2 separate regions of the Danio rerio genome follow, and region 2 is linked to region 1. Evidence: chromatin contacts called from public Hi-C data. All regions are on one chromosome and are shown on one strand. The core of a region is the stretch at or near the end of the contact, and the rest is flanking DNA. Distances in the headings are between cores, read along the strand shown. Region 1 overlaps ttc28 (tetratricopeptide repeat domain 28). Region 2 overlaps ttc28 (tetratricopeptide repeat domain 28).

Region 1 (5,561 bases), core at 1,719-4,218:
AGCCCTTTAAATCTTAAAGCGAAAGTCGATGACGTCACAAACCCAGTACCGGGTTCGCAGAGTTTATTGGTTCAGGAGGCTAATAATATTGACCTTAAAATGATTTTAAAAAAAATTAAAACTGCTTTTATTTTAGCCAAAATAAAGCAAATAAGACTTTCTCCAGAAGATAAAATATTATAGGAAATACTGTGAAAAACGCTTTGCTCTGCTAAATATCATTTGATAATATTTTCAAAGAAAAAAAAGAATCAGGGCGAATAATTTTTACTTCAGCTGTGTATTATTAATCTACAAAATCACCCCAATCAATCTAAAATGACGAATTCTTTCCAAAGAAGGCCATCTGGTGAAATTGTATTCACATCGCAATATTTATCGCAGAAATACAAAATCACAATGCCCTACCGCCAAACGTTTTCACCCATTATAAAAGCCTGTAAATACGCTGGCAAATCATAAACACAGCAGGCATGTTCGGCTCTGACGGTTAATCATCCACCTGTCTCTCCTCTCTCATCGCGGGGGGCTCTTCAAAAACCCCTTCCTCATCAAGATCCTCGCACTCTCTGGTTACCTTAAGCACACCTGGGATCCACTCAGTCAAAATCCAAAATCAGGGTGAATGGGGCCACATGCCCGCCAAACAGGTGCGGCAGGGCGATAGTGTGTTTGTCATCCGGAATTGGCTTGTGTTTGGATGCCTCGGGACACAAACGGCTCCGGTGATGGATATAATGGCGCGAGAACGATAGCCTCCCCTGCAGAGATCTAATAAATAACGCAGGAATCAAATGGAGATAAGGTTTTGCCGCTCCCGCGAGGTTAAGAGCTGCTAAATGAGGTTAGCGAAAGAGTATCGCCTCCGATAAGGGTTAAGCCCACTTCAGTGAATCTGCCGTTAAATCACATCGGACTGGAGTATCGTTTATTAAACCACGAAAGGAAAGAAGGGTCCATCTCTGTAGGAATGTGTGAACTATATTTACTGTAGCTGTTCCTGCAGGCTTCAACAAGGCTTGTGTTTAGTATTCAAAAATAAGAGTTGGAGAAATTTGTTACGATTCGTAAATTAGCTTAAAATATAGTTTCTACTGTCTCTTTAAACAAAATGGTTTATTCCACACTAATTAAATCCGAATCCCATCCTTTTTCAGAAATCTGAATCCTGGAACACTGTTAAATAATACTGTTGTTATTATAATATCCGCTTGTTAATTCGGCACGTATAAAATTACCACTTGGAATTGAAAAAATGGTCGTTCATGACCACTTTTAGTCTTATCACACATTAAAGTGAATTTCTGATGAGTTCATGATGTACGCAACAGTCTGCATCACAGAGACCAATATTTTACAGTTCATAAAAAATAATCACTTTCTGTCCATCTGATATTAGGCTAAAGTCCCTTTAAGGCAGGTAATGTCACTCGGTGACTATCTTTAAAATGCCTCTCAGCCAGTCTGATCGGTCATTCTGTTTGAATAGGGAAGCATCAAACTCTCAAAAATTGCTTGCCAAGCTTACGATAGAATTTAATAGTAGGAATCGCCAAATAAAATGTAACAACTTCTGTCTCTATAGTTTCATTGCTAAACGTTCGTGCCACTGCTAAACTTTCGTGTCACATAAACTGCAGAACCTCATGCCTGGTCTGAGAATCATTAGCCTATAGCAATCAACGATTGGCTCCTGTCCTAGGAGGCGGAGCCTTACTTGCCATATTGACCATTACGCTGACCTATATATATATATATATTTACTTATTTATCTATTTTTCATACTAATAACATTTTCAGTGTGATTATTGCGCTGACAAAAACTGTGATTAAACATAAATTTACAATAAATAATTTTAGAAAAACAAAATACAAGCAATCAATGCAACTGCTTGCCTATATAAAAATCTGACACGACATTTATGACATACAAATACACATATAAAATATTTTTTTATATATGCAACATATATGTCCAAATATTGCAAAAAAGTTATTTTGGTGGTATATATAGTTTTATTTCAATCATATATATATATATTAATGAGAATTTTCTGGATATATAAATATATATATGAATAAGAGTTTTCTGGATATATATATATATATATATATATATATATATATATATATATATATATATATATATATATATATATATATATATATATATATATATATATATATGAATGAATTAATTTTCTGGATATATATATATATATATATATATATATATATATATATATATATATATATATATATGAATTCTAAAGGTTGCAAAAACTATAACTTTGCTGCAAATACATCCATAAGTAAAATCCAAAATGAACTTGTAGGTCATATAAATATAATTGGCATACATTAGATTTCTATGTGGTCTTGTCATATCATGCTAGCATTGACAGACTTCAGACAACTTTTGTTTTTTGTTTAAAAAAACAAACAAATCTGAACATTCCCAAATCATGAGATAAATAATCCAAACATCTATTTGGTTCAAAAAAATCGAGCGACATAGTTCAAACGACTGCCTCATTTCTCAGAAAGCGCTTATAAAAATGGAACGAAACAAAGCTGCCTAAAAATAAAACCCATTTCAAGAGTGTCAAGCATGAGCTCTTTGCTCTGTGCTCCTTTCATAGAGAATGCCCCAGAAAAAAAGCTGAAAAACTTCACCCAGGTTCTTGCCTTTCAACAACTTTCATCATCTCCAAATTATTCACGCTTAAATGATTAAAAGAGTGTGTGTAAGAGAGAATTAGCACTCGCGGGGTTGGGCCCGCCGGCCTCCGTAGACCTGAATCAGCCGTCCTGACACTAAGAATAAGCACCCTGTACATCTGTCCTCGGTAATAGATAACCGCCGGGCCGCGGCCGCTCACCGACTCATTCTGAGTGAGTAATGGATGGCACATTTAATCTGCTGAGGTAGTGATACCGCGAGAGCAAGCAAGAGCGCCATAATCCTTGTAATCCGCGGTAAACAAAGTCTTCCCCTCCATGAGCTTTATCGGCACGCTCCGACAGTGGCACTGGGAAAATATAAAGTGCTTTTGAACATATTAGTGTAATCCAATCCAGAGCAGAGGCGCCCAAGAGGTCTCTGGCAAACTCGGAGCGTGTTTATTGATCTCTGCGGCAAGCCAAATATGGGATTCATCTTCAGGGACTACACAAGAGGCCTAGTTTTGTAAGTAAAAGAGTATTAGCATGAGTTAGCAATTAGCATTACATGTGCAGATAAACATCTTCAAGCCATGCAGGACACACAACAATAATAGGAGATCCGACAGAAGCAGGATCATGAGGAAAGATTAAAGGTGGGATGGGAAGTTTTATGAGTGTGGATTTAAACAAGTAAGGAATCAATCTGCAACCTATTTTTAACAAGGTATCGAGAGCGACAAACCTAGCATTTAAAGATGGCATTGAGATAGAAAAGATGTCCAAATACCTCAAGTGCTATGCTAAATTGCTAAATGCTACATTTTAGCATGCTCTACAGACATGAATTATTCATCTGGTTTCTTGACTAAAATCATACTGAGGTAAATATAACATTTAAATAGATAAACATCATGAATGTTGTTGAAAAATATATCATACTTTTTGGTTTGGGTTTGTTAAAGGGATAGTTCACCCAAATATGTAAATTTCCCCACTTTCTACTCTACCTCAAGTAGTTCCAAACCTCTATGAGCATAGTTCTTCTATGAAATAAGAAGGAATATACTTGGAAGAAAGCTTCAGTATAGTAAATGGTTACAGGTTTTCAGCATTCTACAAAACATCTTATTTTGTCCTTTATAATCACAATGGCTGCAGTTATTTGATTAAAAAACTGTAATGTTATTTAATGTTATTTAATAATAAAATAATTTTAAAAAACTGTTTTCTGTGTGAATTTATTTTAAAAATATTCAAATATTTAAAATTTTCAGCTTTATTACTCCTTTTTGAAGTGTCACAAGAACTTCCACAAAATCATTCTGATTGGCTTATGTGATGCTGAACATAGCATTTGATCAACGCAAAAGAGTTAAGTTCAAAAAACAACATCTATTTGAGAAATAAGAGATATAAATCATGTATATCTTTATAAAAAAAATAATGTTTAAAAAATAATAACTGCTTTTATTCTAGCTGAAATAAAGCAACTTAGACATACTGTGAAATTATCAGACATACTGTGAAAATTTAATTGCTCTGTTAAACATAATTTGGGAAATATAAAAAAAAAATTCAAAGGGGGCTAATAATTCTGACTCCAACTATATATATATATATATATATATATATATATATATATATATATATATATATATATATATATATATATATATATATATATATATATATATATGTATGTATGTATATATGTATATTTATATAGTTGGAGTATATATATAATATATAATTGTATATATATATATATAGTTGAGGTCAGACTTATAAGCCCCCCTGTTTATCTTTCCCCCAATGTCTGTTTAACAGAGAGAATATTGTTTCAACACATTTTTAAAAATGATAGATTTAATAACTCATCTCTAATAACTGATTTATTTTATCTTCGTCATGATGACAGTAAATAATATTTGACTAGATATTTTTTTAACATTTCTATACAGCTTAAAGTAACATTTAAAGGCTTAACTAGGTTAACTAGGCAGGTTAGGGTAATCAGGCAAGTTATTGTATAATGATGGTTTGTTCTGTAGACTATCGGAAAAAAAATACCTTAAAGGGGCTAATAATTTTGTCCTTAAAATGATGATTAAAAAATTAAAAACTGCTTTTATTCAAGCCGAAATAAAACAAATAGGACATTCTCCAGAAGAAAAAATATTATCAGACATACTGTGAAAATGTCCTTGTTCTCTTAAACATCATTTGGGGAATAATTCAAAAAGGGAAAAAAAATTAAAGGGGGGCTAATAATTCTGACTTCAACTGTATATTATATCAGTATCAGCATGTTGGGCTATGTGGCCACCCCATTATGATTTTGCTGTTGATATTACTAATTAAAAGTAATTAATTCAATTAATTAAAATTACATTAAATAACATAAAAATATAACATTACACTGAATTAATTGTTTTTGTGTGCCACCCCAAGATTTGGTATGGCCTTAAATGGCCACCCCAAAGAAACATTTCTGGGGCGCCACTGATGCCCTGCCCCCTTGAAGATGCTATTTCTACATTCGCATGGCCACTCTCCACCACTCTCACTGGCAGAGCTGTGATATAAACAGCTATTGGCTATTGTTTTAAAAGAGGGCGGAGCTACTTTATGTACCACCCTTAAGTTCAAATTATGTCTCATATCGAATACAAATGCACTTTTCAAAGCACTCCACAGGAGCTTTAATGCCTTTTTGCTGAATGAGAGTTCTTATTGAACCCACGCTAGTGTGCACAGCTAATAGTGCCAATGCCAAACCCTGTCGGAAATGTGTTCAGCCAACTCAGAGAAGAATGTGAACAGTCGGCCAACCATAAGTATGACTGTGCCAAAAACCTGGGCAATCTTGCCTGACACAAGCCCTATACAAAACA
Region 2 (5,561 bases), core at 933-3,432, 260 kb before region 1:
AAAGCAAAAACTTGAATCACAAAATACAGAAGCTGCTAATTTACAGGTGTTTTTTAAAGTTTAATTCAGCTTAAATAAAAAAAAAAAACTGATTAATCTTTCAAAAACTGTATAACTTCATTGTTTCTAATCAAGATGTCTCAAACTCTTAAAGTTGAAGGACACATCACCTTCTTATTTTGATAAATGGCTTAAAAAGGTGTGTTTGAACGCATTTAAAGAGACAGGTCACCCAAAACAGAAAGAGTTAAGATTTTTTGTTCTGTTAAACACACAAACACACACACACATAGATATAACACACACATATATAAAAGATATTTTGAAGAAAACTAGAAAACTGTAAGCATTGACTACCATAGTAGAAAAAACAAATACTTTGGAAGTCAATGGTTACAGGTTTCCAGCTTTCTTCCAATTAACTCTCCTGATATTGAGCATTTAAAAATATTAATTTTTTATTTAATATAATTCTGCATTTTATTTTGTTGCCTTGATTTCTTTTTTCCTTATTTCTTTTAATTCCTCATTTTACTTTATTTTATTTTACTTTATTTTATTTACATTTTTTTATTTTATTTTACTTTACTTTATTTACATTTTACTTGATTTTATTTTACTTTATTTTATTTACATTTATTTTACTTTATTTTACTTTGTTTTATTTTATTTTATTTACATTTATTTTTTTTTTCTTTTGTATTTTATGCGACACAGTGGCTCTGTGGTTAGCACTGTCGCCTCACAGCAAGAAGGTCGCTGGTTCAAATCCCGGCTGGGTCAGCTGGCATATCTATGCAGAGTTTGCATGTTCTCCCCGTGTTGGCGTGGGTTTCCTCCGGGTGCTCCAGTTTCTCCCACAGTCCAAACACATGCGCTATAGGGGAATTGAATAAGTTAAATTGGCCATATTGTATATTGTATGGATATTTCCCAGTTCTGGGTTGCAGCTGGAAGGGCATCCCCCGTGTAAAAAAATTGCTAGATAAGTTGGTGGTTCATTCCGCTGTCGCAACCTCTGATGAATAAAGGAGCTAACCCAAAAGAAAATTAATAACTTATTAATTTAATTTAATTTAATTTAATTTAATTTAATTTAATTTAATTTAATTTAATTTAATTTAATTTAATTTAATTTAATTTAATTTAATTCCCCTATGAGATCTTAGAGTTTGCCAAGGGAGGGACGTGTTTATCAGGGAGTTATTAGTAATAACATTGAATGATAATTTGATTTAATGTCTAGAATATTTAACAAGGACATTAGTGATATAGTTCCAAAAAATAGTAATAAAATAATTATTCAAAACATTTATTATTCATTCATTCGGTTCTTTTCGGCTTAGTCCCTTTATTAATCTGGGCCGCCACAGTGGAATGAACTGCCAACTTATCCAGCATATGTTTTACACAGCGGATCACAAAACATCTTTATGGCTCATCATTTCATCATGAAAAATTATCATGCATTTTAAAACTTTGTCAGTTTAAACTCTTTATCCACTCAAAAACTGACTTGCTTGTTCAAACTACTTATTTAAAATGAGTTGAAAAAACTAATCTTTTGTGTTTTTTGGGACAACTTAACTCTTTTATGTCCAATCTACTTAAATTTTTCAAAAAACAAAAGTAAACCTAATCAATTTATACTGGGACAACACAAAGTACTTGTGCGGAACCCAACATTTTTACAGTATATCTGAAATGTATGCACAGAAAACTGGTGTTAGCATACATAAAAACACACACACACGCACACACACACGTTATATATTCATAATTGTTTTATAGTGCAGATGTCAGGCTGGCCCATTTCAAAAATACTAGCAGCTTGTAGTTTAGCACCCCTAGCGCTGGCTGATGTTGGATCTCCTAAGCATTTATGTGTTTTCAAGACGTGTGTGTATGTCCAGACACGTGTGTGTGTGCTTATGTGCGTGTTTTGTGCATGGAATGCAGCGTTTCTCAGGGGCTCGGCTGCAGAGAGCCCTTCATCAGCATACAGCACGGCCAGCCTGCAATCAATTAAGAATGGAATGCATCAGCACACACACACACACACACACACACACACACACACACACACACACACACACACACACACTCTCTCTCTCTCTCCATCAGCAATCTGCAGCTCTCCCAAACCATCTATACATGACACACACACAATCACACACGCACACACCAAACTGAGTCACCAGGGAGGAAGGCCATGAAAAGCTACTATTACTACACTCACAGGCTGTACTATCAGCTGACTCAAGTTTCTTTGTATTTTCTCCACTCAGTCGCCTGCAGACGCAGACACAAAACGCTTGGCCGACACATTCAGTGTGCGCCCGATAAACTGAAGTGTCATATTTCTTTTGCAGGTTAAAACACGTAAAACTTTGTGAATTCAAAATGTACAGTGTTCGCTCTGCTAGTGCGCATTGCGATTTTTTTTACACTCATGGCCACTTTATTAGGTACACCTGGCCAACTGCTCTTTAATGCAAATTTTCTAATCAGCCGCAATTACATGGCAGCAGCTCAATACATTTAGGCATGTAGACATGGTCAAGACGATCTGCTGAAGTTCAAACCGAGTATCAGAATGGGGAAGAAAGTTGATTCAAGTGACTTTGAACCTGGCATGGTTGTTGGTGTCAGACGGGCTGGTCTGAGTATTTCAGAAACTGCTGATCTACTGGGATTTCACGCGCAACCATCTCTAGGGTTAACAGAGAATGATCAAAAAAAAAAAAAAAAGAAAATATCCAGTGGGCGCAAATGCCTTGTTGATGCCAGAGGTCAGAGGAGAATGGCCAGTCTGGCAACAGAAACTCAAATAACCACTCGTTACAACATGCTATAATTCGCACAGGCTCACAAAAACTGGACAATTGAAGTTTGGAAAAGCGTTGCCTGATCTGGTGAGTCTCGATTTCTGCCGCGACATTCGGATGTTTGGGTCAGAATTTGGCCTCAACAACATTAAAATATGGATCCATCCTGCTTTGTATCAACAGTTCAGGCTGCTGGTGGTGGTGTAATGGTTTGGGAGATATTTTCCTAGCACACTTTGGGCCCATTAGTACTAATTGAGCATGGTCAACGCCACAGCCAACCTGAGTATTGTTGCTGACCATGTCCATCCCGTTATGACCATCTTCCTGATGGCTACATCCAGCAGGATAATGCACCATGTTATAAAGCACCAATCATCTCAGACTGGTTTCTTGAACATGACATTGATTTCCCTGTACTCAAATGGCCTCCACAGTCACCAGATCTCAACCCAATAGAGCACCTTTGGGATGTGGTGGAACGGGAGATTTGAATCATGGATGTGCAGCCGACAAATCTGCAGCAACTGCGTGATGCTATCATGTGGAGCAAAATCTCTGAGGAATATTTCCAGTACCTTGTTGAATCTCTGCCACGAAGGATTAAGGCAGTTCTGAAGGCGAAAGGGGGTCCAACTCGATACTACTAAGGTGTACCTAATAAAGTGGCCATTGAGTGTATTTATACTTAGTAATGCATATGTTTCAAAAGAAAACAGAAAAACAAAACAACATTTTAGTGGTGCCCTGAAAAAAAATTGTTCGAGTAATGTTTCCTTGCGAGACCATCTAGTGCACTCGAATGAATATTTTAAAGTGGCATCATCAGAACACAGCTGAGCGATATGCTCGGCAGTTTGATTGACAGCTGCTGCCAGAGGCGGGTGAGATTTGAGACTGACTTGTTTCTCAGTCTTTCAGACTGTACTGTGGACGATCCCCTCCCCCGACGGCACAGCTGCCTAATTGACAAGACTGGCTGTATGATGATATAAACACATTATCCTCTAATCTTCCGTCTCCCTGTAGACGTTCGGCACATATGCGATCAGCCTCCCAAAAACCAGACGCGAGAATCGCTCTGTAATTTACAGAAGGAGAAGAACAATCTAGAGTCTTCCTCCCCAGACGGCCATGATGAAATGTGATCCGAGCAGACGATTACAGAGACCACTGGAATCACTTTCAGCGTCTGAGAGGATGACCTGAAGAAATCATAACAATGATCAAATAAAATCTGTCACGTTGAGCTGCGGGTGTAATCTCAGAGGTTCAAAACACCTCAGGCTTTCTCTTTATTGACTGAAAAGTTGAGTCCGTGGAGTACTCCTAAAACGCTTCAGAAGAAAACAAACACCAATGTCTAATTCATATCAGAGGTAAACCTTTTATTAAACGATCTACATTTGCTCAAAGAAATTCATCACTAAGGATTTTTTTGTTCATTTATGAGGGCGTTTTGCTCTTCTTCATTTATTTTACTATTATGTTTTCATTCAATCATTCATTCACTCATTTTCTTGTCGGCTTAGTCCTTTTATTAATCCAGGGCCGCCACAACTTATCCAGCACATTTTTTCAAGTGGTGCTCACTGCAGAGCCATTTGAGCGGAGCTGAGCTCCAGCGAGGGGGAGCTTGAGCTCTCGCTCCTCCTTTCTTGCACTTCTTCTACGAGTGATGTCACTGGGGGTGGGGTTAGGGGTGGGGTTGGTGTACGCATTAAAACAACTTATCCGAGGATGAGCGAGAGCTCATGCTCCCCCTCGCTGGAGCTCAGCTCTGCTCAAATGGCTCTGCAGCGAGCACCGTCTCCATTTTTTAAAGGGTCACAAAACACCAAAACACATTTTTTGAGCTGTTGACAGTCGTATATGTGTGCCACACTGCTAAAAACACTATTAGGACGCCTATATTTCACTAAAAAGTGTGAATTGGTTGTTTTGCGTTATTTCAAGCAAATTCGTACTTCCGGTTTGAAACGAATTTTTGAAGCTGCGTCACGGCGATGAGATATTATCGTGTATTCCAGCGTGCAGACTGGACGTCTGAGCCAGAGTGTGTCTTATTACGTCTTACAGTGTGCTGCATTAATGCATGAGTAGGGCTTGGTTCAAACCAATCAGCGCGCTCTATTGTGCAACTTCATTAATATTCATTACTGTCACACTGTTTAGACGACACTCACACCACGTTGTGTTGGCAAAACAAGCGAAGTGTTGCTTTTATAGTTTGCTGCAGTGAAGTTTTGTTTTCATTTTCTCTCTGAGAGAGCGCAGCTGGAGTCACGTGTGGATTAACAGTGTACGCGACGCTCGACAACAATAACTTACGTGTCTAAGGAGGAACATTGTTTACCTGAGAGCTGTTCTCATCTGCAAACGCTGAGATCCGGATTCGCTTGTAGTCTCCTCTTAATAAAGACGCGGCTCTAGTTGCTGGTGATTGTCCTGTCTCTACAGATTTGGTAAGTGAGCGACCAGTGCTCTTTGTTTATTCAGTTTGTTCCTATCGAACTAAGTTAACCATTGCACCGAGTGTAAACATGTTAGCACCACAACCAAACTTTAACCTCGTGTAGGATTTTCACCGCATTTAGTGACCGGAATAACACACGCGGCTTTCTGACGCTACCTGCCGTGTGCATCTAAGTGTCCGAGAAATGCGGAGGTTTTTTTTCTCTCATTTGCAGTGTGGGTTTAAACATTGCATGAAAAATACACGCTTAAAGCAGT

What was found. A called contact is a pair of places that touch in the nucleus more often than the background predicts.
Region 2: a contact with region 1 is called in a Hi-C map of an unstated tissue, with 2.5 times the contacts expected there. The contact joins two enhancer-like sites. A contact is called at or near these places in 1 of 18 Hi-C or Micro-C datasets (an unstated tissue) and 2 of 4 datasets of contacts at active chromatin or transcription factors (caudal fin and embryo).

Annotation. Positions count from the first base shown.
Region 1 is chr10:4,211,373-4,216,933 of GRCz12tu, reverse strand. The region is part of intron 2 of ttc28 (tetratricopeptide repeat domain 28); the gene reads right to left. Among named protein-coding and RNA genes, the nearest start is that of ttc28, 200 kb to the right of the region's middle. Within about 2 kb of position 2,968, at least 10 of the 62 cell types and tissues checked have an H3K27ac peak or open chromatin away from gene starts, as enhancers often do.
Region 2 is chr10:4,465,677-4,471,237 of GRCz12tu, reverse strand. The region is part of intron 9 of ttc28 (tetratricopeptide repeat domain 28); the gene reads right to left. Among named protein-coding and RNA genes, the nearest start is that of pitpnb, 51 kb to the left of the region's middle. Within about 2 kb of position 2,182, at least 21 of the 62 cell types and tissues checked have an H3K27ac peak or open chromatin away from gene starts, as enhancers often do.